Regions from separate parts of the Mus musculus genome. Here regions 1, 2, 3, 5, 6 and 7 are each linked to region 4. The links are chromatin contacts, called in public ChIA-PET, HiChIP or PLAC-seq and promoter capture Hi-C maps. All regions are on one chromosome and are shown on one strand. The core of a region is the stretch at or near the end of the contact, and the rest is flanking DNA. Distances in the headings are between cores, read along the strand shown.

Evidence for each region. Promoter capture Hi-C pulls out the DNA fragments that hold promoters and counts their contacts. ChIA-PET counts read pairs in DNA pulled down with a chosen protein or histone mark. HiChIP or PLAC-seq counts read pairs in DNA pulled down with a chosen protein or histone mark. Capture Hi-C pulls out chosen DNA fragments and counts their contacts.
Region 1: an RNA polymerase II ChIA-PET map of memory CD8 T cells shows a contact between it and region 4, with 49 read pairs. The contact joins the promoter of Jund here to the promoter of Atp13a1 in region 4. A contact is called at or near these places in 2 of 115 datasets of contacts at active chromatin or transcription factors (bone marrow-derived macrophages and memory CD8 T cells).
Region 2: a contact with region 4 is called in a promoter capture Hi-C map of liver, with 2.5 times the contacts expected there. The contact joins the promoter of Slc18a1 here to the promoter of Atp13a1 in region 4. A contact is called at or near these places in 4 of 39 promoter capture datasets (the C10 cell line, liver and stem cell-derived epiblast-like cells), 1 of 115 datasets of contacts at active chromatin or transcription factors (astrocytes) and 2 of 9 other capture datasets (embryonic stem cells and pancreatic islet).
Region 3: a promoter capture Hi-C map of liver shows a contact between it and region 4. The contact joins the promoter of Klhl26 here to the promoter of Atp13a1 in region 4. A contact is called at or near these places in 2 of 39 promoter capture datasets (liver and pre-B cells), 1 of 115 datasets of contacts at active chromatin or transcription factors (pancreatic cancer cells) and 2 of 9 other capture datasets (adipose tissue and liver).
Region 5: a contact with region 4 is called in a promoter capture Hi-C map of adipose tissue. The contact joins the promoter of Fkbp8 here to the promoter of Atp13a1 in region 4. A contact is called at or near these places in 1 of 39 promoter capture datasets (pre-B cells), 2 of 115 datasets of contacts at active chromatin or transcription factors (memory CD8 T cells and pancreatic cancer cells) and 3 of 9 other capture datasets (adipose tissue, liver and pancreatic islet).
Region 6: a promoter capture Hi-C map of liver shows a contact between it and region 4. The contact joins the promoter of Comp here to the promoter of Atp13a1 in region 4. A contact is called at or near these places in 2 of 39 promoter capture datasets (cranial neural crest and liver), 1 of 115 datasets of contacts at active chromatin or transcription factors (bone marrow-derived macrophages) and 1 of 9 other capture datasets (liver).
Region 7: a contact with region 4 is called in an H3K4me3 HiChIP or PLAC-seq map of embryonic stem cells, with 7 read pairs. The contact joins the promoter of 2010320M18Rik here to the promoter of Atp13a1 in region 4. A contact is called at or near these places in 2 of 39 promoter capture datasets (the SN4741 cell line and liver), 1 of 115 datasets of contacts at active chromatin or transcription factors (embryonic stem cells) and 1 of 9 other capture datasets (pancreatic islet).

The regions. Positions count from the first base shown.
Region 1 is chr8:70,696,433-70,700,272 of GRCm38.p6, reverse strand. Jund (jun D proto-oncogene) reads right to left here and starts at 2,534. Exons shown (of 1, transcript NM_010592.5): 1 at 1-2,534. The coding sequence starts at 1,215. The coding sequence ends at 190.
Region 2 is chr8:69,087,930-69,091,553 of GRCm38.p6, reverse strand. It overlaps Slc18a1 (solute carrier family 18 (vesicular monoamine), member 1), which reads left to right and starts at 2,332. Exons shown (of 17, transcript NM_153054.2): 1 at 2,332-2,573. It overlaps Atp6v1b2 (ATPase, H+ transporting, lysosomal V1 subunit B2), which reads right to left and starts at 2,818. Exons shown (of 14, transcript NM_007509.3): 1 at 2,626-2,818. The coding sequence starts at 2,761.
Region 3 is chr8:70,475,545-70,479,263 of GRCm38.p6, reverse strand. Klhl26 (kelch-like 26) reads left to right here and starts at 2,321. Exons shown (of 3, transcript NM_178771.3): 1 at 2,321-2,414. The coding sequence starts at 2,359.
Region 4 is chr8:69,788,507-69,792,641 of GRCm38.p6, reverse strand. Atp13a1 (ATPase type 13A1) reads right to left here and starts at 1,479. Exons shown (of 26, transcript NM_133224.2): 1 at 1,001-1,479. The coding sequence starts at 1,387.
Region 5 is chr8:70,526,323-70,530,472 of GRCm38.p6, reverse strand. It overlaps Fkbp8 (FK506 binding protein 8), which reads right to left and starts at 2,730. Exons shown (of 9, transcript NM_001111066.1): 1 at 2,637-2,730; 2 at 798-1,082. The coding sequence starts at 1,059.
Region 6 is chr8:70,370,936-70,374,810 of GRCm38.p6, reverse strand. It overlaps Comp (cartilage oligomeric matrix protein), which reads right to left and starts at 1,263. Exons shown (of 19, transcript NM_016685.2): 1 at 1,164-1,263; 2 at 873-958; 3 at 387-438; 4 at 1-6. The coding sequence starts at 1,239. It overlaps Gm51533 (a long non-coding RNA gene), which reads left to right. Exons shown (of 4, transcript XR_003947399.1): 1 at 1-1,345; 2 at 2,306-2,363; 3 at 3,077-3,210.
Region 7 is chr8:70,774,726-70,778,799 of GRCm38.p6, reverse strand. It overlaps 2010320M18Rik (RIKEN cDNA 2010320M18 gene), which reads right to left and starts at 1,938. Exons shown (of 1, transcript NR_029440.1): 1 at 1,194-1,938. Pik3r2 (phosphoinositide-3-kinase regulatory subunit 2) reads left to right here and starts at 2,088. Exons shown (of 16, transcript NM_008841.3): 1 at 2,088-2,193; 2 at 3,448-4,074. The coding sequence starts at 3,823. It overlaps Mast3 (microtubule associated serine/threonine kinase 3), which reads left to right. Exons shown (of 26, transcript NM_199308.2): 26 at 1-683.

The DNA of each region.
Region 1 (3,840 bases), core at 1,285-3,784, 910 kb before region 4:
GGTACAAAGGGGCAGCCACGCGCAGGACTGGGGGTAGAGAGGCGGCGCGAGGGCGGGGGTCGTGCGCTCGGGTTCCCCATCCAGAGTTAAGGGGGGTCCGGCTTGTCGAGTCCGGGGGCACCGAGTCTCGAAAGAGTCCGGGGCGCCCCCCCACCGCAGCTAGTCCGCGCATGCGCCCCGCGCTCGGGCTCAGTACGCCGGGACCTGGTGCTGGGGCAGCAGCTGGCAGCCGCTGTTGACGTGGCTGAGGACTTTCTGTTTGAGCTGCGCCACCTGCTCGCGCAGCAGGCTGGCGGTGGACGCCAGCTCGGTGTTCTGGCTTTTGAGGGTCTTGACTTTCTCCTCCAGGCGCGAGATACGCTCCAGCTTGCGCTTGCGGCATTTGGAGGCGGCGATGCGGTTGCGCAGCCTCTTGCGCTCCGCCTTGATGCGTTCTTGCGTGTCCATGTCGATGGGCGACAGCGGAGGGCTGTCGCCGAAGCTCGGCACGTCCGGCACGGTCTGCGGCTCGTCCTTGAGCGCGGCCAGGCGCGGTGGATGCGGAGGTGGCGGCGGCCCCAGCGCGCCCGGGGGCGGCGGGAAGGGCACTGGCTCCGCGGCGAAAGCCACGGTGGCCGCGCCCCCAGGGGGCCCGGCGCCACCCGCGAAACTGCTCAGGTTGGCGTAGACCGGGGTCTCCGTGGCCCCGGGGGTGGCGGCCAGGTCGGCGGGCGCGGGAGGCGCGGGAGCCCCTGAGGTGGCCGCGGTGGCCGCACCCAGCTGGCTTTGCTTGTGCAGGTCCTCCAGCGCCTTGACGAAGCCTTCGGCGAACTCCTGCTCCTCGCTAGCTGCCACCTTCGGGTAGAGGAACTGCGTACTGGTCGGGGTAGTGGTCACCAGCCCGTTGGACTGGATGATCAGCCTCTCCAGCTCCGGCGACGCGAGTTTGAGCAGCCCAAGATCCGGCGAAGCCAGCAGCCCGTCGGGGGCGCCGTCGGGGCGCAGCGCAGAAGGTGCAGTGGCCGACCCTGGTTTCAATCCCGCCGCTCCCTGCTCCGCCAGGCTGAGCGTCAGCGCGTCTTTCTTCAGCATGCTGCTCGTCGGGGGCGCCCCGGGGAAAGCGCGGCCCGGGGGCGCGAAGCCACCACCGCCGGGGGCCCCAGTAGCACCAGCGACGCTCGACGCACCCGCAGCCAGGCCGCTCAGCGCCTCCTCGCCATAGAAGGGCGTTTCCATCCCCACCTTCCCCCGCCGCGCTCGGCCCCGGGGCGGGGGGAGTGGCCGCGGCCTCCCCGGGGGGCCCCGTATGCCCCCCAGTCCGCTGCCCGTACAGACCGGCTCCGATGCCGGCCGCTCTGCCCCGCGCCGCCCGCGCGCACTCTTATAGCCTCGGCCCCCGCGATGAGCTCACCGCCCCCGCTCGCCATTGGCGCGAGGTGACGTCGTTGATTTGCATAAAGGGGCGGGAGCGGGACGCCCTCGCCTGGTGGCGGCCGCTGTTGCCAAGAGCGACGCTCGCTACATGGCACAACAACGCGCTGCATTGTGGGTTGACGTCATGGGGGTGGGGCTGAACGCGGTTTGGCCGGGTCACCACGCCCAGCTTGGATTGCCGGGCAGGCTCTGTCCCTACCCTGCTGTTTCTTGCCTCTCCTCCCTTTCTCTTCCTCCCCTCTTTACTTCCCTCTAGATCTTGCCTCTCTGTTTCTCAAACTGGACCTCATCTGTGCGTCTATCTCTCCCCTGTCTCTGGCACTTCTGTGGCGTGATGTGTGGAGCCTCATAAACCCAGGCCCTCTGTGAAGCCACGCCCCGCGTCACGCCCACCGAAGGCACGCCCCTCGGGGGCCGGGCGCCGGCCAGGGTTCCTCCGGCTGGGAGCTGGCAGGTGTGGGCAGGAAGGGGGAGGCAGAGGAGGGTCCCTTGGAGAGTCCCCACAACTACTTAGCTCCTTGTCAGTTTCACAGGGTGGAGTCGAACGCCCTAAAAGCTGACCTCCTGCCTTTTCCTTGGGGAAACTGAGGATGGGATGTGTGGAGTCCAACTGCAGCCAGGGTAGCCATCAGTTGTAGGTTTTTTTCTTGATCTCGGTGAAAAAAAATTTTTTTAATCTTTGTTTTGGGTCAAGACAGGATCTCATCCTCTAGACTCCGCTATTCATGAACTTAACTTCAGTCCCCCTGTTTCATATTCCCAAGTGTGGCAGTAACAGGCCTGAGTCTCTTAACCTCGGCCTACAGATCTCGGTTTTTATTTTACATGCTGGTGTGTTTGTCTGTGTGGTTGTGTATCTGTGTTTGTCTGTGTAGGTATCTGTGCTTTGTGTGTGTGTGTGTCCAGGAAGGTCAGAGGAGAGTTGGGAGTCTGTTCTCCCCGGTGTGGCACTCTGGCTGTCCGACTTGGGTGCAGTCACGTTTACTTTCTAAGCCTACCCTATGGCCCTGGATTGGGACGTTTTGAAACAGAATCTCACTCTGTACCCCAGAATGACCTCCCGAACCCCCCAAAATCTCACCTCAGGCTTCTGGATGACTAATATATGCCATTGTGCCTTGCTTCGGTTTCAGTTATTAGGACACCCTGTACCCTAGCTGACCAAGACTGAGGGTGATTTCACTGCCTCAACGTGAAAGACGTGCCCATCACCTCATCTTAGCATGAGATTTGAGTCTTGGGTTTGTTGAGTTTTACTTTGTGTTTTGAGCAAGGATCTCTCACCTTCCAGCTGGGGCTGGCTGGGAACTTACAGATGTGGACCTGCTAAGTGCTAGAGTTAAAGGGCACTATGCAAAAGCTGTAACCCAGGTTGACCTGGGGCTCCTGCTGATGGAAGTTCTGGGGTGAGCTTGTGGGGTTTTTTTTGTTTTGTTTTGTTTTTGCCTTTGTTTTGAGACAGAATTTTTCTGTAGCTCAGGCTAGACTTGAGAAGTGATCCTTCTGCCTTCTATGTGCTGTAAGGACAGGCATTTACCACACATTTGTCCTCCCAAGGACAGAACTAGGGTGCCAGGCCTCTGGACAGCCATGGCAGTACACGTTTTTACTCTTGACTCTTCTAGAGCCTGAGGTGGGTCCCAGAGTGGAGCCTGCAAATGAGAATCCGGACTGGTAATTACCCTCTTAATTAGTACAGTATGCCACCAGGCCTGATGCAGGCTTTTCTGCTTGCTGGGAACGGAGGTGGAAGAGGTGGGAGCAACAAGTCCCAGCACACTCAACACAACCCTTAGAAGACCAGAGAGGAGTCTCATCCCTTCTCTGTGACTCCTCTCCAATCTGTACCCCATTGGAGCTCCTTTGCACCTCAGGACCTTCGCCCAGGCCATTGAGGCCTCAGAGGGTTCTCCCCCCTCCCCCCAAACCCCCGCCCGAGCCTTGACCAGTTGTTGCCTCAGAGAGCCACACACCCAGGTTTTATCCCCTTTTGTAGGCAAGTGACCATCCAGAAAGATAGAGTGGACTCTCCCCTCACCACACACGTGGGGTTTGCGCTTCGCGAGCCATATCCCAGCCAGCACCCCCTCCCCCGCCCCCCGCCAAACGACTGAGCCAGCTAGTGCTGGCCCAACGCCAGCCAGCCCCCGGCGCCAGGCCTGCCTCTCCCCGGGGCCGTACGGAGCTTGGCGGAGCGCGCGAGGCTCCGCCCTGACCTTGGGACTTGGCCTTGGCGGGTGGGGGATGGGCGGGCGTGCGCTCTGGAGGCGGTGGTTTGAGCTGACTGGGGACAGGTTTACGTACCAAATTAAGTTTTACCTCTGTTGAGACTCACTTTCCCTATCAGGCAAGGAGAGCATTTTGTAGTGGCATGGAAAATGTAAAGAAATAGTAAGACCTGAACATTTTTGGTTGCTTTTCGAGACA
Region 2 (3,624 bases), core at 1,083-3,582, 700 kb after region 4:
GATTGAGGCCAGCATGGTCTACAGAGTGAGCTGCAAGACAGCCAGAGCTACACAGAGAAACCTGTCTCAAATCATATTCATTCATATAGATGTATGTGTATATATATATATATACACACACACACATACACGCACATAGATATATGTACATATACAAATACATACACATACACATATATGTGTATGTGTATGTATATGTATATGTAGGGGGGGATGGAGTCTGTGAGCACACATAATCTATCAGATGATTAGTTCTTCCTTCTGCAGGGAAAGAGGTTGTTCAACACTAACACCATTAAGGATTGCGACATTGTTAAAGCAAAAACCATTGCACAATAAACCCTAGCTCTTTAGGCACCACCTTCATAGCAAAACAAATGCTAAGAAAGCCATTCCTTCAATTGTGCAAGACCAGAGAACTAACCTGAACATGCTCTAGAAGTAAAGCAAGGAAAGTCACTTGTGGTTTTTGCTAGGGATCTGCTTTGTGACATAAGAAACTTAAGGTTAGCTTGGCTGGGTCAAGAAAAGTGAACCCAACCAAGCTCATAGTATTTTGCTCTAATAGCTTTGAAGATATTGTTGATCTTCCTTAACGTTTAAAAGGGCAAAGTTTTTTTTTTACCTTGTGATGTCAGAAAGTCAAATGATGTGCTCCAGATTAGTTACTAATTTCCAGCCTGAATATTTTACTTTCCGTTTCTTTTTAACAGCCTGAGTAATTTCTTATATTATGTACATATAATATCTAGAATTTTTAATAATCCTGAAGTTGTTTTAAAACAGGATCTGATTTTCACAGGGCAACTGCCAAAATTACTCCAAAGAGTGTGTATCAATTAATTATAATTATTTTGATAGTATCATCAAACTTTAATAATAAAAAATTGAGTTAATATTTAAATTTGACTAAAAATGTGGCAAAAATAGTAAAAGATGATATTTAAATGCAGTATACCAACTCCCTTTTAAAAACCCTATCCATATTAAAAAAAAAATACACGCTTAACTATTAGGACAAATTGAATTCCAAGTTATAGGATTTACAGAGCACTTCCTAAGTCAGACACTGTGAACTTGGGGATACAAAGATGCAACTTTTAGAGACAGCTTAGTCAGCAGAATCCTCCTATGAACAAACTCTTCAAATATTGGCCAAGCACATGGATATGGTGGAGAAACACTACTCATCCCTGAAGGGCTTAAGACCTTCGCCATGGAGTAGTCGACACTCCCTGAATTGGCTCTGAATGACTTGTTATATGGAAAGAGACTACTATAACCTTGTAACATTTTTCCCTTAGAAGCCACACCAGTGTCTATGTGCTCTGCTCAGAGCAAAGCATACATATCAAATGCAATTCTAGAGATTCTGTAATTCTCAGGTATAAATCTGTCAGTTTTCCCGACGTTTCCTTGGGCTCACATGAACCCCTAACAGGCATTCTCTAATTTTAACAATTATTCTAAAAAAATGCTTAAAAGGCACACCTCAGCAATCCACTCTCCAATGTGTGTGTGTGTGTGTTTTTTTTTTCCCTTCCCCTCGCTGCAGTGTTATCACATGACCCACTGACAGCTCAGGACAGGATTAGTCAGGCTGGAGGGCGCCTAGCTAAAACCCTTCAGCTGAAACGCTTTTAACCAATGAGCCACCCACAGAGCCAAGCTGCCAATTAACCTGTGCAAATGGAACCTTATTTTCAGGAAAACAACAGATACTTAAAAAAGAGGAAAAAAAAAAGTCTTCTTTCAAAGCTCTCTGCCTGGCTTTAAGGGAGCCGTGAAGAGGTTTGATTCTATACAACCGAAAGCTTCAGCCAACAAGAGCCATTTGGGAATGACTGGCTTGTCTAAACATGGCTTATTGAGGTCTTTTATGATCACTACACTTAAGCCTATGAACATAACAGTGGAAAGCAACCTTCCATTTAACTGCGTTTGGTTAGCTGGTCAGTAAACGAATAAACAACAGAAGACCAAGCAAAGGATTAAGAAACTCGATTTTTGGTTCCTCTTTTCCCAATAATTAGATGTCTGAAGCCAGGCATGGCTTCTCCTTTCCAGAACCTTAGGCGTCTCGCCTGTAAAACGAGAGGGTGGGACTGCACGACTAGGGTATTTTTCAGCTCTAAGGTTCTCCGGTATCTAGGTGTCCTCCAGTGAAGCGGTTCCCTACAGAATAAGCCACATCTCCCTCTAGCCGCGGGGCCTGCCCACATCAGCGATGACATTACACCTTCTGCACGGTCCACCTGCCCAGAGGTCCACGGGGCAAAGGGGGACGGAGTAGGCGTTCCCTCGACCCGAAGACATTTAAATGAGGCCAGGAGCAGATGAAGACAGTGACAAGAAGTGGCCCTCAGAGACAGACCAGTGTCTGACAATACCCAGAGAACTCGGAGCGGGTAGGGCAATCATCAGGAGCCCACTTAGCCCATGGGAAGGTTCCAGTCGGTGCTCTCACGCTCGGCCCACCGAAGTCACGGAAAAGCTCACGCAAAGCTGGAGAGGTGCTTGTGAACTGAGCGATGGGGGAAATGAATCCCATTCCCTCCCCGCTGGCTGAACAGGTGAGAGCACAAGCCAAGGGCTTGGTGGACACGCTCACTTTCCCGTACTCACTGAGACGAGGCTGGGATAGGTAGTTCCGGCTCACCGCCAGCGCCTGCTCCCGAGCTCCGGCCATCGGCCCACCGGTGGGCACGGGCAGTTCGGGTGCGGCCCCGTTCACGATTCCCCGCATCGCTCGCAACGCCATCTTGTCTCCTCCGTCCCGACTGGCCCCGCAGCAGCGCGGCGCAGGCGCACATATAGCAGGGAGGCCCGTGCGGCCGGCCCCACCCATGCGCGCTTCGAAGCTGCGGCAGAGGCCCCGCCCTCTCGGCGGCGCCCCGCCCCCAGACTCGTGACTGGAGCTCTGCGGGGGCGGTGCAGGGTGCGCGCGCATGCTAGGCGCATAGGGAGCTGACCAGAGTGCTGGGAGCGCGGATCTGAGGCTGGGAGCGGGAAAAGAGAAGCGAAAGGGGCCAGAGGGCAAAATTGACACAAGAGAGAGGATTCACGAGAAAAAGAAAGATTCATTGGAATGTAGGGAAGGAAGAGATAGGAAAACGTGCATAAGAAAATACAGACAACTGAGGTTCATAATCAAGCTGTGGAAAACACCTTGGAAAGCAGAAGATAGAAAACCTAGTCCCATGATTGGTAACTTTGTGTCGAAATTTATTTCAGTTTATCCTACTACCAAGTTCTTTTTTTTTCGTGGATCTTTTCGAACAGACTTGGCTTTCTTGCATATCCGAAGAGTATATGGTGTGGAAGACCACCTTAGGAACAGATTGGAAAACCAGTTAAGAGGTTAGAACGCACAAAGGGTTCTAGTTTCTTTTCTTTGGCTGTGATAAAATTAGCTAGCGGTTGGCTTGGTGTGATGGCGCAAGCCTTTAAACGCAGCACTCAGGAGGCAGAGGCAGGAAGGTCTGAGTTCCAGGGCAGCCAGAGCTACATAGTGAAACTATGTTTCAAAACAAAAAAAACAAAAAGAAAAACCAGCCTGTGAGAAACGAACAACACAGTAAATTGATTGTTGTTCTCTTTACAATATAAGAACAGAAGAGGAAA
Region 3 (3,719 bases), core at 1,072-3,571, 690 kb before region 4:
AGATACCCGTAATCTTTGCATTGCCTGGTCCTCTGCCATATCATCCTGAAGCCCCCAGGCATCTGGACCTGAGACTAGGGTGGCACAGACAAGGTCCCCAGGCATGCTTTCTTACTTGTCTCTAGACTGTGGCTGTATGTCTGACATGTGGGGTGAATTTGGACACGTGTGAAATGTGCACACATATGGACACCATTGATTGAGGCAGCATGTGTGGAGGGCATGCCAGCCATGGGCCTCTCTGCCAGTCAGGTTGAGCTTGCATACAGCACAGCTGGAACCAAAGTTCAAAAAGCTGACCTTAGGTGGTCAAGGGTGTGTCCTAGGGGATTGCAGAGACTCCTACATGAACACATTCACTGTTTATAGAGCAATGGCTGGTGTCTGTCCATTTGTAACAATGTCTGAGTACCTACTGTGTTTCATTGGGTTTGGTCCTACTTGGATTTTTTAGTTTGATCCACAGGTAGTCCAGGCAGACCTTGAATTTGCTGTTTAGGCAAAGATGACCTTGAATTGATCCTCTGTCTCAGCCTCCGAGTGAGTGCTGGGGCTGCAGGCATTGGGGTGCCATGTTTGGTGGCTAGTCTTTGATTTTACCTAAAGGAGTTGTACTTTCTAGCTGACTAGCTGGATGCATTTCAACCTACTATAAGCTGAGACTCTGGTGTGGGAGGTTGTAGGCAGCCAAGCCCCTCAAGCATTGCTGCCATTTATCCTCTGAGCCTTAAGCAAGGAGGAGTGATGGAAGGGAGAGAGGAAGAAAGAACAGAAGACAGAAAATAATAAAAAAGGAAAGACAGCCAGGCATGGTGATATATATGCCTGTCATTCCAGGACTCAGAAGGGTGATGACACAGGAGGGTTCACAGTTGCAGGCCAGCCTAGGAGACACAGTCTTAACAAAAGGAAGACCTTAACAAAAGGAAAGCCTTGCACAGACATGGGCCTTTGAACCATTGCTGAGGGTTGCAAGTCTATAGCGTGCTTGAGGTAGAGGGTGTGGAGGCTGGCTTGTGTCTCTGTGGGCAGGGATTTCGGGAATGGGAGCTAGAGTATGAGGGCAGATACAGAAGGGATGGGGATTTGAGAGTGGCATTGGGCCCTGAGGTAGGAGGTTCTGAGCTTACTATATGCTGAAAACGCTGAAGCAAAGGGTTGGAAGTCAGAGGGTTGGGTTGGGTTCAGGCTGGGAAAGGGATATGGCTCGGGGCAGGATGCTAGTGAAGAGGGTCTGTGCACTCAGGGACTTTTGTTCCCTCACTCATCAGAACATGCCATCTGAGCCATCCCGCTTCTGCCAAAGATAAGCCACGCCCACATCTGTGCGCCGCCTAGCCCACACCTTGTTTGCCCCGCCCTTCATGGCACGACCTTCACAACTTAGGTTCCACATCTCCTACCAAGGCTCTTCCCCAACCCTCCCATTCTTGCAGTCCAGACCCGCCCCCTCATTATGATGAGCCCCGCCCAAGTCCCGATCCTTCTCCCAGCCCTGGCCCCGCCCAGGCACCTCCCGAACGTGGATTCGGCCCTCTTCCCATCCCAGGCATATGTTCCCAGCAGTTCTGCTCTTAATTAAAAGACCCTCCCAACCTACCCTTTGCCTCACCCCTCCGCTAACCACGCCCCTCTCGGGCTAGACACTTCCCATCATCATCCTGGGCTCCTTCCCTCCTCTAGGGGCGGCTCCAGTCTTCCTCCACTTTTCTTCTGGTCCAGCATATATCTAACACCAAGAATGACCCTCAGGCCGCCTTCCCCTTCCTGGTTATGTTGGGAAGTAACATGGTTCCATTTCCCGCATAGGCCTTCCAGCCACTCTCTCCACAGCCAAGACTCGCCCCTCTCCAAACTCAGGCCCTACCATACCTTGGAGCCAACCTTTTCTCCCACAGAACTTTTCTTCCACAGGTCTCTTCCCTCCTTTACATAGGCCCCGCCCCTCTTTAGGTCATGTCCTGCTTGAATCACCTTTCTCAGACCCCTCCCTTCTGAGGGCCATGACGTCTTCAACCCTTACCCCCACTTCAGGTACTATCTTCCTTAGGTCCGCTCTTAGGCCATGCTTATAATTCTTATTGCACGCCTCCAGGGTTTTAAGCGCCACTTCTCTTCAAGGCTCCGCCCCAATCCCCGCCTACCTCTTTGGCCCCTGGTCTTTCAGGCTCCTCCCCCTCACTTTCTTTGGCCTTACTCGATGTTCTTCTCCGACCTGCTCTCCTCAGGCCCCGCCCCTGATCCCAAGCTCCGCCCACCACTCGAGTCCCTCCCTCCTTCTCAGCGGCTCCGCCCGCTGCCCCGGGCCCCGATCTCCCGATCAGCGCGCCGCCCCATCGCTCGGGCGCGCGGCGGAAGATGGCGGAGTCCGGTGGCAGCAGCGGCTCTAGTCAGAGCCCCGAGCGCCCGAGCAGGTGAGTCCTACGCCTCTGTTGGCATGCACCACTTGGCTCGGGCGGGGCCGACCCGGGGCCGCCGGGGGCGTGGACGTTCCGAGTCCCTGTCGTTAAGGTCCTGAGCTATGGCGTAGGCCTGAGGGCAGGCTGAGGCCCGGCTTCCTGGGAGCTGCGAGCCCGGGGCTGAAGGGGTTCGGGGAAGGTGACGTGGGAAGCTCCACAAGGACCCTGGGGCCCGGGAGGGAGCCGAGGCGTTCGTGAAGGGAGCACTGAGACCACCTGGTTACCTCCACAGGTCCTGATGGCAGGGAACAAGAGGCCTAGGCATGTCTGGAGGGGAACACTGAGGCCAGTCACCTAGGAGCCTGGACATGTCTGAGGAAGACACTGAGGCCAGTCACCTAGGGGCCTGGACATGTCTGGGGAGACACTGAGGCCAGTCACCTAGGGGCCTGGACATGTCTGGGAGACACTGAGGCCACTGGGAGACCTCAACAGGTTCTATTTGTCAGAAAATTGTCTAGGGGCTTGATAGGTGAACAAGGGACTTGGGCATGCCGTGAGGGGACACTGAGGCAACCTTGGGGGCCCCAGCAGATCCATCATGATGGCCAGGGAGTCTCAGGGACTGTGAGAGGTCGGGATGTATTTGTGGAGTTTGAGCACTGTGAGAGAAGATACTCAAGAGTATAGGGTCTTTCTTTAAGACCCCCTTCCTTCCACCCTTCATAGGGTTTAAATACCCCTCCCCTCACTCTAAACGTTTGAATTGGAGGTCTTGCCCTCAGATATTGGGTCCACGTTCACCCCTTTTAGTTAAATGAGGTCACCCTTTTTCCTGGTCAACTCTGAAGGTGGGTTCCTTGAACTTGGGAATTTGCATAAAGATGGCAAGTATTTTTAAATATTTGTTTTATTTTGGTTTTTCAAGACAAGGAATCTTATAGCTGGTCTCACAGATGCCATATAGCTGAGGATAACATCAAACTGCTGGTTATCTTTCCTCAACCCGAATGATCAAGATGACAGGCATGCATCTCTATTCCTGTGGTGCATGCTAGGTGAGGACTCTACTACTGGGTCATATGCCTGCCCTCTACCCATCCTATTTTTAAGATAGTGACTGATTTGTATAGCATAGGCCAACCTTGAACTCAAAAACTTTCTGTTGCAATACATTTTTGTGAATTGATCTGGAGTCTCAGGGGAAGAGCACCTACCGGTCTTAGGGAACTCTCTTAGGGAGCACTCACACCCTCCATTTTCACATTAACCCAGAGCCAGGAACCCCTGCCCTGAGACAGCCACCACCCTTGTGAGATC
Region 4 (4,135 bases), core at 230-2,729:
CCTTCTCTTGGTACTAAGAATTCAATGCGCACACATAGCCATTGAGGGTGTATATGAGGGTACTCAGGATTTCCTTCAGTCACTGACACTGCCTCCCTTTTCTAAAGACCTACCCAGAACAGATATTGGTGTGCCAGGCTTCAAATCTGGTGATCTGTAGTGTGCTCACTGGGTATTACCCTCAACCTAGAGTACCTTAAAGTCAGTGCTTCCTGTAGTGACACTATGTTTAGAGTTCTGAATTTAGAATCACTGCACCATTCTGACAAGCCCTCATCTTAACCATACCTTACCGATAACTTGAGACTCTACGCTATTTTAAGTCACTTACAAGTAGTTCCTGGCCATCTTCAGCACCAGAATGAATTACACTCTCTTTTGGGTCTAGCAAGGGACAGACAGAAGCTGAACACTGGGCCATAGGACTTGGCTTCATACATTTGGGGGTATTACCCCACAGGTCTAATCTAACACTTAAAAAAAAAAAAAAGAAAGAAAGACCAACACAAGAGTAGAAGCCAGAAATAGTGACACAGGCTTTTAACCCGAGAACTCTGGAGGCAGAGCTAGGCGGTTCTCAGTGAGTCCTAGACGACCCAAGGCTGCATAGTGAGATCCTATCTTACAGGAAAAAAAAAAAAAGAGTAAGAAAAGAAAACCAAAACCAAGGTAGGAGATGACGGAGAAGCAAGGCGGAACCGTTCCAAGAACAATACACCATATGGGAGCTAAGAGAACAATTCACACTAACAGTAGCATATGGATCCTGCTCTAAGTGTGTTCCAGGTGTTTCTTGTGAATCAAAATAACCAGCCACAACTGCATGGCGAGTCACAGCGGGGTCAGAAGTAGGCCTGAGCCATAGGACAGGGGGCGCCGCTGGAGAATCGAGCTGTTAAGATTGGAGACTCGCAAGCCCGCGGCAGCCCGGTACCCCCGCTAGGCCCCATTGTGCCTGGGTCCCGGTCCGGGTCGGGGTCGGGCGCGCGCGCGCACTTACCGGGGTGCAGGTGAGCGCGCAGTGCGCGTGCACAGACCAATGCCCCGACAGGACAGTGAGTGCGTGCGCGAGGCAGATGGTGGCGAGCGCCAGCAGCGCGGCCTCGGGTATCTGGGTCCAGCTGCTGCCCCATCCCCAGCAACCGCTGGCGGCGGCGCCCAGCCAGGCTGGGTACAGCAGCCCGGCAAACGGCAGCACGGTGAGGCGCCGCAGAAGCGCCAGCCGCCGGTACGGCCACACGGCGGCCACCAGTTCGTCGCCGTTCGCTATGAGTGCTGGCCCGGCAGCTAGGCCCGGCCGCAATCGCGACCCAGGCTGAGGAGACCCGTTGTCCCGGGCCCCGCCAGGCCGGGCTCCGCAAGGAACCGCGTTGCCCACCACCGCCATCTTTCCCAGCGCTGCGCTGGCTTCCGGCAGAGGCACCGCCCCACTTCCGGTCTATTACTTCCGGTAAGGTCTGAGCGCCACCTTGGAATAGGAAGCGCCTAGGTAAACCGTTAGGTGGGTTAACACAAGTGTCTGTTCAGGGCGCCGCCATGACAAAGAAGGTACCAAAGGTCCAAATCAGCTTGCTAAGGTCGGCCGTGGCGAACTAAGAACGCAAAAGATGTAGACGGGCAGGGCGGGATTGACATCAGCAAGAGACCCTGAAACGGAAGAGCCCGTCCCTTCTCAGCAACTTTTCCGGCATCTATCTAGGAAAGAGCCTCCGTTTGGGGAGGAGAAAAGCTTACCCTAAGATACAAACTTTAGGACTTGGGACCTTTTGAGGGCGGGTTTGGGAGGAGGCGGAGCTTTCGCAAGGTAGGGTTGAGGGTGCCTTTTCCATGCAAGCCATACGGTAATAAGTACACAAGGTCACATTAACATAAATGGAAAATTAGGTACTTATGAAATATACTATGATGCTTTATGCAACTATTCTGTACAAGTACTGTTATTTAAACACAGCCATAAGAAGGTTTTGAAGATTTAAAAATATATAAGTATGTATCTGTCTCTGTGTGTGTGTGTGTGTGTGTGTGCGCGCGCGCGCTGTGCAGTTCCTACGGGGCCCTAAGAATTCGTCTGAGGTGGGAGCGGGTAAAAAAAAAAAAAAAAGAATGTGTCTGAATCCTGGATTTGGAGTTACAGTTAGTTGTGAGTGTGAGTTCTGGGAATTAAATACAGATCCTCTGGAAGAGCAGCCAGTGCTGATAGTGGCCGCTGCCTTTGACTCGCGAGTGCTGGCCACCCTACCCAGATCCAATATAGATCATTTTTATTCTTTTTCAATGTTATTTTGCTTGGTAGTGCAGGGCATCTCATGTATAAGCAAAGCTGAAGTAGGAAGATGACAACTTCAAGGTCATCTGAGAACTTAAGGAGACTTTTTCCAGACTTAAAAAAAAAAATAAAAGTGTTGGCTAGTTCAGTGTTAGAGTGCTTGCCCAGCATTCTTGAAATCCTGGGTTTCATTCTTTGTAAAAACAAACAAATAGAAAAACTCACACAGCCCCCTGACTGCAGCCTGCTGTTGCATAGTGATTTTCTCTCAGTTGAAATGACTGGAGGAAAGTTTGATAAGAGGACTAAGGAAGTTCTAAAGGCAGGCCTTGTCTCCTCGCTTCTCTTCACTCTATCCCACCCCAGGGGATTAGTCTCCAGTCCTTGGGCTTGGCAGCAAATGCTCTTGCCCTCTGAGCCTGCTCTCTACAGAGAGGTCCGTTAAGACTCAGGAAATAATTCAGAGGCTGAAGAAATTCCTGAAACCTTAGCAGGTGCAGCAGGCTCACTTCTCCCCGAGGTTATTAGGCAGGCAAGTTCATTGCAAGTACGGCGGAGAACTCTAGGTTTGCAGTTTGGAGTGATCACCATTTGGGGGTGTGCCTTCACCCCCAAATGACCTCTCAGTCATCCTTGCCAGCCAAGTTTAAGCAGCCACTAAGCCATATTCCTGCGATAACTCCAGTAAGCTCTCTGATTCATTGACTTGAACTTCAGTGTTTTTTTGTTTTGTTTTGTTTTGTTTTTCGAGACAGGGTTTCTCTGTGTAGCCCTGGCTGTCCTGGAACTCACTTTGTAGATCAGGATGGCCTCGAACTCAGAAATCCACCTGCCTCTGCCTTCCGAGTGCTGAACTTAAAGGTGTGCGCCACTATGCCCTGCTAAACTTAAGTGTTTTTATTACATTCATCTGTCATCTCTGGGGTGAGTTGACGTTTGTCCACATCTCTGTAGGAATAGTGTCACACAGCATAAATGGTGCCTGCACAACTGGGACTGGTAGAACCAAATAAAGGGAGAGGTAAGTGCCTGCTCCCTTCCTGGGCGCTGAGGCTGGGCCTGAGGCTGGTTCGTGTGAGGGAGAACATCTGTGGGTGAATCCCGTTATGGCTAGTTCTCCCTGTGGTGGAGAGTGATATGCTTTCCTGCTGTAGTGGTGGCTGCACGCTTCCTGCCATAGATGATAGGACAAGCAATCATGCATGAGCCATCTGACATCTGTGGTGGGAATCCCAGGGTGACCATCTTGCTCTGCTTGGAAAAGGGTGTCCTGTCTTTTTGATGAACAAGATCTACCTCGTGTTTGGGGATGATGTAATAATGTATTACAACTCTTTTTTTTTCACAATATTTTAAGCATATTTTATTTACATTACTTATTGAAAATATCTGGTGTACTGGAAATGATAAGAATCTTTACATATTTTACTTTCCATTTTTTTCCCATTACTTTATATATAGTAAGACGGCTCTTATAAGTCTTTATAAGGGAACCGGAAGCCATAGTTCAAGGAGCCTAACTTTAAGTAAGACAATTAGTAAGGACTAGGATATAAACCTGTTTGTAGAAGACAATATATTACATTCAAAGACAACAGGCTTTGTAGCCGACAGAATAAACATTAGAAGCTCCAAGGGATGGTCCTCCATGTGTCTCATGATGCCTTTCCTTTGAGGCATCAGCAGTGCCTGACCATTCCACACCCAGGCCACTTTCCAGGGTTCAGTTTACAGTCAACCACCTTGAAAGATGAAGCCAGACATAAGCCAATGGATCCCCCATTTTCAGAATTCCTCTTCTATATTTTTGCTTCTTTGCATTGAATGGGCACTCAGAACATTTGCTGTGAGCAAACTCTTGAACTCTTC
Region 5 (4,150 bases), core at 1,481-3,980, 740 kb before region 4:
AGCAGCCATGGGTGCTGGGGATTGAACCCACATCTTCTAGAAGAGCAAACACTAAGCCATCTCTCCAGCTCCTGCAGGTCAGGATTTAAAAAAACCCTTCCCAGAACCCCCAAGTGAGAGGTTGAGGGTGAGCCCCAGTGGTAGAGTCTCTGCCTGGCATACAGGGGCCCTGGCTTCCACTTCCTAGCTCCCTAGCACCACTCCAAAACAAGAAGAAGAAAAATTCCTGCTGGCACTATCCAAAGAAGGCTCTTTAGGAGAGAGAACAAATGCTGTAGAACTAGAGAAGGGGGAGCAGAATTAGACGCTCTGTCGGGCTGTGACTCTGCTTAGGGAAGATGTGTAGTGGGAGTTGTCTTAGAGCTGCTGGCACCCAGTGCAAAGGCTGTGTGGCTCCAGGAAGGTGACTCAGCCTCTCTGAGCTGCTGTTACCAGCACTGGAGATAAAAAGCAACCTGTTACGAATTGTGTGTGCATGCCAAGTATGAGCCAGCAAACAAAGTTCACAAATACACCGGCATCAAGCCATCTCAGAAGCCAACCACACAGCACAGGCCTGGGAGACCAGTGAGCCTGAGACTATGAGTCAGGAGAATTCAAAGTGCAGACCCAGCTTGGACTGGATCTTGAGTTCAAGGCCAGCCAGGATTTCACAGTAAGGTTATGTCAAAATAAACAAATAAAAACCAGCCATTAATGTCCTAATGTCACTCCCAACCCACACAGAAGGGGAAACTAAGCTCAAGAGACCAGAAGTCCTTGGGTCAAAGTGCCTCCAACCAACCCAGCACACTTACCCAGAATGTCCAGCCACTCTTCCGGGGCTGGGGCTGGGGCTGGCTCAGGCTCTGTGGCTGCCAGGAACTCCCGAGCCAGGGCTCCAGGCTGCTCAGCCTCCTCCACTGTAGGCTGTCCCATGTCCTCTAGTGGTGGCAGCCCACTTAGGTCATCTTCCTCCTCTGCATCATCAACCCCATCGAGCACCTCAAAGCCCTCCAGCAGTGGGGCCCCAGGAAGTCGCAGGGCAGCAGGCTCAGAGGGCTCAGCCCAAGACGCCATGCTGCTGGGATCAGGAACTGGCCCTAAGGGGACAGGCAAGTGTGACAGTGATAACCCCATCTAGGCAGCCCCTCCAACTCCCTCCAACTGCCATCCCTCATGTAGCTCCCTTTCATTCATCGTATATTCGCTGGGCATCCTACCAACCTGGCTTGTTGAAAGGAACACAGACCTCACACGCTGAGCCACAGACTGCAGCTGGGTTAGCTGTTATTATGGAATCTTTATAAGCACAGAAAGTAGGGAAACCCTAGCTTACACAGGAAAGATCCAACAAGCACAGAAAGACAAAGCCCAGCCAGGCATGGTGGCACACGCCTTTAATCCCAGCACTCAGGAGGCAGAGGCAGGTGGATTTCTGAGTTCAAGGTCTACAAAGTGAGTTCCAGGACAGCCAGGACTATACAGAGAAACCCTGTCTCGATAAACCACCAAAAAAAAAAAAAAAAAAAAGACAAAGCCACTTAGCCAAAGTCAGAAAACAAGCCAATTAACAAGAGGGTCAAGATCGAAAGTTATTGAGCTGAATGTCAAGAAAAGGGTGTTGGGGTAATTGAGGCAGTGGGGACTGTCACTGAGGCCTTGGGACAGCAATCTTTATAAGTTTTATAACTTATTCATTTGAAAAAGGTGAACTTTTAGTAGAGGTTCCTGACTCTGGCCACCTTCTCTGCTAAAGGATCCAGCAATAAAGGATTGGTGCTAGAAACTTAATGTCTCTTGCTGAATCTCCCAACAACAGAGACGATGGCTCCAACCTGCCTCTATCACCAAGTCTGCTTCCAGCTTTTAATCGTAGTAGGGCACTGGGGAGATAGCTCAGGCAACAGGGCACTTGTCTACCAAGCACAAGACCCGGGGTTCTAACCCCAACGCTGCAGAAACCATGTATCAGCAAATGCCTTTCATTCCAGCAATCGGGAGGTGGAGGAAGGATGACCAGGTATTCGAGGCCATGGAATTCATGAGTTACATGAAATCCTGACTCAAGAAATTGAAAGCATAAGCTAGGATTGTAATTCGTTGGAAGAGCGTTCTCCTAGCAAGCACGACGCTTTAGAATTAGCACCCCTGTAAACCAGGTGTGGCAAGGCACGCCTGTCATCCAGCTCTTCGGACAGGAAGGCCAGGAGTTCAAGGCCAGCCTGAGCTACACACCCACTTGAAGACTAGCTTAGAATACTGGAGACCCAGTCTCAAATTAAATAAAAGCGAAAGAGTAGTGGGAACACCAATATGGACTCTTGCACCATCTCGCTGGCCCCAGGCCTCTCTGCGGAGGCCCCCAACCCAGCTGTAGAACCCTACGTCCTATCAGGCCCTCTCCTTAAGCCCCAGGAAGCCCCGGAGCCCTGCGTCCCTGCCCTGCGACCCTCACCTGCGGGGCTCCTTCCGGGATCCGGCCCCGACCGGAGACCCTCCCGCCCCGAGCCCCCACAATGCCCCGCGCGCCCCGCACCCCAACGCCGCCCCGCGCCCGGTCGACACTACCGCCCCGGGAGGCCCAGCCTCCCGCAGCCTCGGGAGGCCTTGGCCCCGGGAGCCTCGGCCTCCTCGCTACGCCCCGTCACACGTGCCTGCGGCTCGGGGACCCCGCTCGGGGTCCTGTGCCCCCTCCCCGCCCCCAGCCGCGGCCGCCGCGCCTCGGGAAACAGCTTCAGATACGCAGCCCCGCCCCCGCGCACCCATTGGCTGTTCACACCGCGTCTGCCGTGTTTATTGGCTTGTGCACACGTCCGTCTCGCGCCCTCGACACCACCTCCTTCCTGGTAAGCTCCGCTGGCCGTTTCTTAAAGGGGCTCTAGCCTCTAGGTGGAGGGGCTGTTGGGAGTGGGAGATGGGAACGCACTGGGCGCACAGTGGGAGAGGATAGCAGCACGCCCTGATTTGAGTTCATGCTGGGGCAGGCTTCCTCCTGCTTACATACGAGGTAGAAATAAACAAGAAACACTGTAGCTCATGCGCGGTCATTTTCGGGGCTCTTTGGAAAACAATAATATTTCATAATTTTACTTAATACTTTATTTCATGTCCTCCTTCCCCTGCCCCTCTCTTTTCCTGGGGCGTGGTGAGCAAGCCTCTCTGTGTAGGCTTGGCTGTCCTGGACGCAGCACGTTTACCAGACCAGGCTGGCCTTAAACTCATGGAGATCATACTGCCTCTATCTGCTCCTGGGATTAAAGGTGTGTGCTACCACACCCGTCTCAACTATTTTATTATAGCATTCTCTTTTGTTTCATGTTTTATATTGTATTTTAGTTAGCCAGGGTCTGACCATGAAGCCCAAGCTGACAGCAAAGTGTTTAGCTTGCTTGTGAGGTTCTGGAGTCTTAAAGAATTATTGATTTAATTTTATTAGTACACTGTCACTGTCTTTAGACACACCAGAAGAGGGCATCAGATCCCATTACAGATGATTGTGAGCCACCATGTGGTTGCTGGGAATTGAATTTAAGGACCTCTGGAAGAGCAGTCAGTGCTCTAAACCACTGAGCCATCCATCTCTCCAGCCCCAAGGTTCTGGGGTCTTGTGTGACTGCTTACTAAGTTACCTTGAAGGTACAGACGGGGTCAGGAAGCCAGACAGGGTGCTTGCCTGTTGTCTCAGTACTTGACAAGTGGGGCACTGAGGATCAGAAGTTCACGACCCGGCTTGGCTACATTGCACTGTCTAAAAGAACAGTAGCTGAAAGCTGAAGGGCAGTCACCTGAGATACAAGGTTTTCAGTAACTGCCTGCTGTCCATGCAGACTCTGCCAGAAGGTGCTAAGGTGTCAGGGAGAAAGCAGGGCCTCTCATTTGAAGGACCTTATCTACTCTCCCGAGCTGTCACCTTTCAAGAATGATCCTGTAATTCTTTCACTTGATATCAAAGAAACCATGGGCTTGTTCCAGTTCTGAGGGCTTTGAACCTGGCTACATCTGAAACCCAGTGGGGTTTGTTTTTTGTTGTTGTTCTTTGGTTCTTGTAGTACTTGAAATTGGATCTGGGACCTTTGCACATGCTAGGCAGAAGCTCAGTTAAGCAGTGTAGACCTCAATATCTCTTTACATGCAAGGAAAACTATATATTATATATGGAATATATATA
Region 6 (3,875 bases), core at 14-2,513, 580 kb before region 4:
GCATTCCTGCGGACCCGCAGAAGTTAGGCCACGCCCCGGAGAGGAGCCAACCTGGGCCACGCCCAGAGGAGGCGCCTGTCCGGCCCCGCCCACAAGATGGGCTTGACCCCTCCCGGGGTGGGGCCGCTCAGGACCACGCCCCTCGGGGGGTTCGGTTTAGCCCAAGCTGGGACTGGGCAGGTCCGAGCGCGCGCCCTCCGGCCGTGCGGTCCTCCTGCCAGCCCTGTCGTTGGTCTTCGCGCATCTCCCAGGCCTTCTCTCCGTCGTCCAGTCCGCTCTGTCGCTGTCTGCTTTCGCCCCCGCCAGCTTCCTTCCCCAGCCCTTTTCCTCCGTTTCGCTCTGTGCCCCCACCCTTCCTCCTGCCCTTGGGTCCGGTCTATGCTCACCGCAAGCATCACATTCCATCACCGTATTCTTCAGGAAGGTGATCTCCTTGACCTGCCGGGCAGGAAGTCAGCGGGACCCCTTCCCATGCGCCTCCTCTCGGTCCCCCTCCTCTTCCCACGACCCCTCTTCCTGGGAAGCCCGGTGCCCACAACCACCCCCTTTACATCCGCCTTTGCACAAACCCATTCCAGAGTCCCTGTCTCCCTATCTCTGACTCTGTGCATCTAGTCCCAGAATCCTGTCCCTGCCCCTGTTTCCATCCTCTCTGTCCCACGCCCTGTCCTCTCTTCCCTGCTCTGTTTTTCCTCTCTGTCCTTTTCTGTCCCTTCTGTTCCCCGCTCGTCACTGCGATGTGCCTTCTGCACCTGTTCTGCCCCGCGCTGCCTTTCTCTCTCTCTCTCTCTCTCTGTTCTCTACCATTCTTAGTCCTCTCTGTATGCCCCTGTCCCTGTTCTGTCTCCACGCTGCTGTCTCTGTTTCCTTACCTGCTGTCGCAACAGCTCTCTCACGTCTTGCAGCGCCGCATTAGTCTCCTGAAGTTCTCGCAGCATCTGTGGGGCCAGGTCTCCACCTGCGTCCACAGGGGCCAGTGATGGGCGACCCAACCACTCCATCACCCCTCCCGCCACCTCCGGGGCCATCCAAGCTCCACCCGCCGCTTCATTTTTCAGGAACCCCGGACGTTCCTGGAGAGCAGACCCCAAGTTCTGAGGAGCAAGAATCATGAGCCTGGAGGGGCCTCCTGTCCAACCATGTCCCCTACTAAGCGGCTTTACCCAGCGGGATCTGGCCCTGGCCTGTCGCCCGCAGGATAGCCAGGGCGAGCACTAGAACGCAGGCAGTGGGGCCCATGGCGGCGGAGCTGCAGCTGCTGTCTGCGCCTTCGAGCCCGCGGCCTATTTATCCCCGCGCCGGGTCCGGGACAGCCCCCGCGGCCCTGCCCAGAGCCCGCCACAAGGTAAACAGGCCGGGCTCTGCATTCAGGGCCGCGCCCCACAGCCCTGCGGGATGACCCGCAGCTGATCAGTATATGGTGGGGTCTGAGGAGAGAAAGGCATGAGCCTTGAAGAGTAAATTGGGGCTCTCCACTCACTCTGGTTCACCACTGAGTGCCTGTTGTATGCAAGACAATCTTCATCTGTCCCCGTAGATAGCATTGGGGAAACAAAGTCATAAGTATTCAAAAGGTCCCAACTCACCCACTCTGGCTCCCACACTCCCTCCGCACTTCAAAGTCCTGCAAAAGGGACCTATGGGTGTGACTCAGCCCAGGTCAGCAGGAGGTTGTGAGGGTTCCTCCGCCCCCCTCCCCGCACCTTCAAACAAACAGAATTCTGAATAAACGATGTCCTTGCCTCAACTTCCCCTTTTGCACTGTTGAGGAGGCAGTGGTGGTGCTGGGGATGGGGTGGAGGAAGGAACCTCAGCTTCCCTGGGGTTCTCTTCTCACTGGACTGCACTAAGCTTTGTTCCCCAGCCACCAGGGAGACAGCCTGTCATAAAAATAAGACTGGCTGGGAACTGAAAATCTTTCCCGGGCCAGCCACACTCTGAGCTGTAAAACACCTCAGCTTTAACCCTCTCCACCTGGCCTTCCAGGACTCACAGCTTACATCTGTAAACAGAGAAGCTGGGCTCAGGGGAGGGGGGCTGGCCCACTTGGGGCTGCTGCAACCCAAGAAGATCTCTTGCTCCAAGAAGAAACCATGGAGGGCTGCCTGGGGGAGACAGACAGTCCAGGGAACAAAGAGAATAAAAAGATCAGTCATAGGAAGCAGGGGGGTTAGCTCCAGTGGTGGGGGCAGGGAAAGAGGTGGAAGTTGGTGGAGCATGTCGGACGGAGGGTATGTGCTTGTAGATTTCTGGTACATCCATGTTTTACACAAATGTGCCTGTTGTGGGTCATATCTCCTACTAGGTATCTGCTGGGGAACACTGGAGGAAGCAGTCCCCGGCCTCTGTCAGAGGCAGCCAAGGTGGGTCTGGAAATGGTTACACTATTACCCAGAGGTGGTGGGGATCTAGTGGGAACTGCTGAGCAATAGTCCTCAGTAGGAATGAGCCTGGGATTCTTGATAGATGAACACCACACATACAGTGTGCTGGCAAAATCCTGGGGCTTAAAGACAATCAGGGAGTGAGGCTAGCCAAGAACAGTGCCCAAGTTGTCTTTGGACTCACGGGGGCAGGGGGTGGAGGGGGACGGAGGGCAAACAGCCCTGCAGAGGAAGGCTGGAGGTGGCTGTGTTCCGAGAGGCCAGGTCCCAATGGCTGAGCTACCTCCTGTTTTCTTTGGCTCCAAACACGTGTGGGGCTGTTCTTGCTGACCAGCGCTGGAATTCTCCAGAAAACCACCACTACTGGGCAGACTTGTGGCCTCCCAAGTGCCTCCTGCAGCTGAGGCAAGAGCACACAGCAGCCTAACGGGTGACTGCCACAAGTCAGGCATGGGGCTGGGGCTCAGGACCATGTCGCTGGAGCCACAGCCACAGTTGGGCCCTAAAGGGAGCTGTGGGAAAGGGAGTCAGAACTGAAGGAAGGGAAGGAGCTGAGCTGGTGCTGAGGACAGTAGGGAGGGGACAGCAGGGAGAGGACAGCCTGGGCTCACCCCTGCTGCTGGCTTCCATAGGGCAGGGACCCTCTCCCAGGCTGTTTGTCCAATTGTAAGTGCCCCAGCTTCCCTCTGCAGGTATCTTCCCAGGCCTATTGACTACCTGCCTGCCTGCCTGCCTGCCTGTGGCTCACCTCTGCCCTTCCACAGCAGACATTTGCTCCTCCAGGCCTCCAGTACTGTCCAAGCATGGTTCTTCTTTGATGCAGTATGTAAGTGTTCATCTGTAAATCAGAGCACCCACAGCCTGCACAGCCTGTGAGGATCATTAGTGGGCTGGCTCCCATCTCAGCCTGGCTCTATAACTTGGAATTTACACACAGAATGTTCTAAATGGGTTTTGCTTCAAGCATTTTGTAAGTTTGGTTGTTTTGCTATTCCTTTTTTTTTTTTTTTTTTTTTTTTTGAGACAGGGTTTCTCTGTGAAGCCCTGGCTGTCCTGGAACTCACTTTGTAGACCAGGCTGGCCTCGAACTCAGAAATCTGCCTGCCTCTGCCTCCCAAGTGCTGGGATTAAAGGTGTGCGCCACCACCGCCCGGCTGTTTTGCTATTCTTGTGACAGGGTCTTCTGTAGTAGCCCAAGCTAGCCTTCAACTTAACTCTGTGTCCAAAGATGACCTTGAACTTCTGATCCTTCTGTTTCCATTTCCTAAGTGCTAGGATAGACTGCAGACTCTATCCAGCCAGAGATGGGTTATATCCATATTTTCCTCTAAGGAGAGATGACCCAGCTTGATGGCCCACACCCAGACCTGGGGAGCTACACACACACACACACACACACACACACACACACACACACACACACACACATCACCCCTTATACATGCAAACAATCCCACAGTAGGCCCCCACATACACATAGCCCCCCCCATA
Region 7 (4,074 bases), core at 689-3,188, 990 kb before region 4:
GGGGGATGAGGAATGCTCTGGTTTGAGGCAGAATAGCCCATATACCTTGCAGGAAGTAACTGACAGACCTAAGGGCCATCAAGGTGGGGAAGGTGTCCACTGCAGGGTGGGACAAAGCACTTGTCCCAAGTGAGGACCATGCCTGACCACCAACCCCTGCACCACAAAGTCTATGCCCATGTGCACGAGGCCCAGCATGGTGAGTGCCAGAGGACCGAGTGTGGACCCCAGCTATGCTGTGTAATTCTAGAGGAGTGTCTTTCCCATTCTGTGCCTCTTTACAGGACTAACCCCAGTGACTTGCACACTTCATGTGCACTGAGCACACCTGAATTCCCCCCAGCTTTGTGTGATCCAAGAAGCTGAGGTTCCTAAGGCCAGAGGCATGTCCCACAATGGTCCAGTAAGAGTGGCAGCCCAGGACAGGCTCTCCTAGCCCTACTGTGAGCATGGCCATGGGGGAGCCCAGACTCCCATGCTGTGTGATCTAGCAGCCATGTAGTAGGTTGCCAGTGGTGCAGCTCTACACACTCCACGAGGGGAATTCGCAGGCACTCAAACCCTCTGCACCTCCCTGACTCGCAGCCAGTACCTTCTGCTGGAAGGGAGACCAAGGCTGTGCATGAGTAGCCCTCTACCCATCTTGGAGCTGGCATCAAATAAAGTCCCATGAAGACATCTGATACTGGTGTGTGCATTTGTGAGTGGCTGGGGGTAGGGAAAAACTGATGGCTCGATATCATCTAAGTGAGTTTTGTTGGCTGTATAGGGGTTTGGTTAAACACTTAATCCAAGCCAGCCTGCATCCCAGCTACCTAGCAGGCTGGGATCCTGGCTAGGGCAATAGGGCAAAATCTCATCTCTAAAATGAAGTGTTTCCAGGCATGGCTGTATACACATGTAATCCTAACACTTGGAGGTGGGGGCGTGGGGAGGCACGAAGCAGAAGGATCATGAGTTCAGATACAGCCTGGGCTAATAACAAGACCCTGTTTCAAATAATAAAGCCAAAGGAATCAATGATTAAAAGCACTGGCTGCTCTTCTAGAGGACCCAGGTTGTATTCCCAGCACCTACATGGCAGCTCACAGCCGTAACTCAAGTTCTAGAGCATCCGATGTCTCTTCTAACTTCCACAGACACCAGGTACTCACAAGGCGCACAGTTGAACATGAAGAAAAACACAAAATCTTAAAAAGGAAAAATCCAAAACGCTGGGCGTCATAGCTCTTGCTTTTAATTCCAGTCGGGTTATACGCGGCTGTAATTTACTGAACCTGGATCCTGTGCAAGAGCAGTGAGCATGCTTAACTGCCGAACTCTCGCTGCAACCCCTCCGTCCCAATTTTCTACCCTAGTCTTTGCGGTGAGCTAAAATAGATAAATGAATCCCTCGGAAATCAGCCGAACAAGCTCGGCAACTTCTGGTTCTCTCCGTCTCGCCAGAGTCTGTCCGTATTTCCGGAAACAATCTCGCTTCCGGACGCTGATAAGCCGCATTCTCGCGCGTGTTGGGCCGGAGACACTTCGGCTGTTTCCGGACGCCTAGGGTTGTCATGGCAGTGCCTTCGCCTTCCATTCCTTCCACCAGCGGCTCTCCATTGAGGGTACAGCTGCCGAGCTCGTCCAGTGGACCTTCGGCAATTTCCGGAAGCTATCGGCGGCCTCCGAGTCAACTCCCAAGGCCTGGAGTTGAGGTCGTTCGGTTCCTCCCAGACACATTCCGCGGTCTGGCAGGTTCACGACTTCGTAAAAAACACAAACAAACCCCTGTTATGGCACGTTCTGCTGCTTCCGGAATGGCTCGGGTATCTCAGAGTCCCAAGTCCACCGAGCCCAGCTTCGGACCGAATGCGTTCCCGACCCTTCCGCTTTCTAGTGTTTTCGTGAGCCTCCGACGGCCGTGCTCGGCTGTCTCCGACCAGCCTCGGCTGTCTCGTGGCAAAGCCCAGCCTCCCATTCCCGCGGGAGCACACTCGGCAGCTTCCGGAGGCTTGCCCGCGTGCCTCGGTCTTCGGGCTCCGCCTCGTGTGGGGGGAAAGGCCCGCCCTCCCGACCCGAGTGCGCTCGGCTATTTCCGCCTGGGGGCGGGCCCGAAGGCTTGGAACCGCGGCGACGGTGGCTGACGCAGGGATCCCGCGGCTGCGGCGACGGCGGCGGCGGTCGTGGTGGTGGCGACGGCGGCCGGAGTGGGTGAGTCGATGGTGGTGGGGAGGACCCGAGGAGAGAAGGAGCCGCACAAAACCGGGCTCCGAGCTGAGCGTGGGGCTGTGCAGCCTGCGGGGTAGAGACAGGGTCTCTAAGGCCGGGAGGTCCCCGCCCGCAACGGGGCGGAGAGCGGGACACGACCCCGGATCCGGCCACTTCCGTCGTCCAGGGGTCTTCGGGGTGCACGAGGGTCTAGGGGCCCGTCTGTGTGAGCACACAGACTATGCGTGCATCGTAGGCCCCTCCTTTTGCATTGGGGGTTCCGCGATACCCTCCCCCCATGGTGTGCAGACGTGCTCGGCACGGGGGCGGGCAGACGGGTGGCTTTCTTAGGAGAGGCCTCTCCGACCCTCAGTTTCCCTACCTATAACATGCAGGCCACAAGAGGCCGGACAGTGAGTCACACCGGATACCCTGGACCACAAAGCCTTAAGTCCCTCTAGGACACCTGCACCGGGTCCCCGAGATCTGGGGATGAAGCCCAGACCCTCCCCTTGGCACGCTAAACGCCTTTTTCATGGCTTCTTTCTGAAAGCCTCTGCATCCTAGACAGGCGTCTTCCACCATCGGGCCTTTGCAGGAACCGGTCTGTCTATGCATTGCCCTGTCCCTATACGAGGACCTGTCAGCCTTGCTCCCCCAGGAGGATGCACAGAAGACCCAACTGCAGGCTGGAATGGGGACCCAGGCTAGGACCCAATGTGGGGTGTCCAGCTCCTGTCCCCATCCTACTGTGGCACTAAGGTGACCATGGTTCTTCTTGACACCTCCCCTCTCTTGCATCACCAGAGAGCCCCAGGCTAAGGCAAGCTGGGGACACCCCTGCACCCTGTCTCAACCTCCCCTGCAGGAACCAAGGCTTCTGTTTCCTTGGATGCCCACCCAGGCCACAGCTCTTGATAGGCCATGTCCACTGCTCAGGTGTTCAACCCCTTCTTGGGGTTCCCCAATAACCCCAAGTCTAACTGGCCATGTGGTCACTGTCTTTGTTCCTGCCTTGAACTTGGGTGCATCTGTGGTTGGCTTCCTCCTGATGAGTGGGGTTCTTCAGAGAGCTCTGAACTTCAGTTCCCACAACCCTAGTGGGGACAGCAAAGCATTCAGCTCCCAGCACCCCGAAGAAAGGCTGTCAGTGTGGCCTCTCGGATGGGGAGACTAATCAGTAGTGGGACAGGGGCCAGCCCCAAGGTCACTGGGGGATTCTGTCCTGGCTCACTCCGCCTTGTCCATGTCCTTTAGGCTGGTGTTCCCGGCTGAGCATGGTAGCAGCCTGTGGTCTGGGTCCCTTCGTCTGGTGTCAGGCACATCTTGAAGAGCCAGTAAGCCTGGGCACCCACAGCCCAGCTAATGAAGGAGTGATCCACCTATCCCAGCTTGACCATCTGATGGGTGACACAAGCCAAATAATTTGAGAAAACACCAGGAACATCATTGCACAGGTGACTAAATGGTGGCCTCTGTGACAGATGGCCATCTAGGCATGTGCGGCCCCCGAGGTCGCCTGTGACTTCTGGAAGTAGAGGTCTACAAGCCCACCACACAGGCCGCACCAGCCCATGGGGTCCCTAGAGCCCCGGGGAGCCAGCTGACGGTCCAGAACCCCCCAGGCCAGCCATGGCAGGAGCCGAGGGCTTCCAGTACAGGGCTGTGTACCCATTCCGCCGGGAGCGGCCTGAAGACCTGGAGCTGCTCCCTGGGGACCTCCTGGTGGTGAGCCGGGTGGCCCTACAGGCACTTGGTGTGGCTGATGGAGGAGAGCGCTGCCCACACAATGTGGGCTGGATGCCTGGCTTCAACGAGCGCACCCGACAGCGAGGGGACTTCCCCGGGACATACGTGGAGTTCCTAGGACCCGTGGCTCTGGCT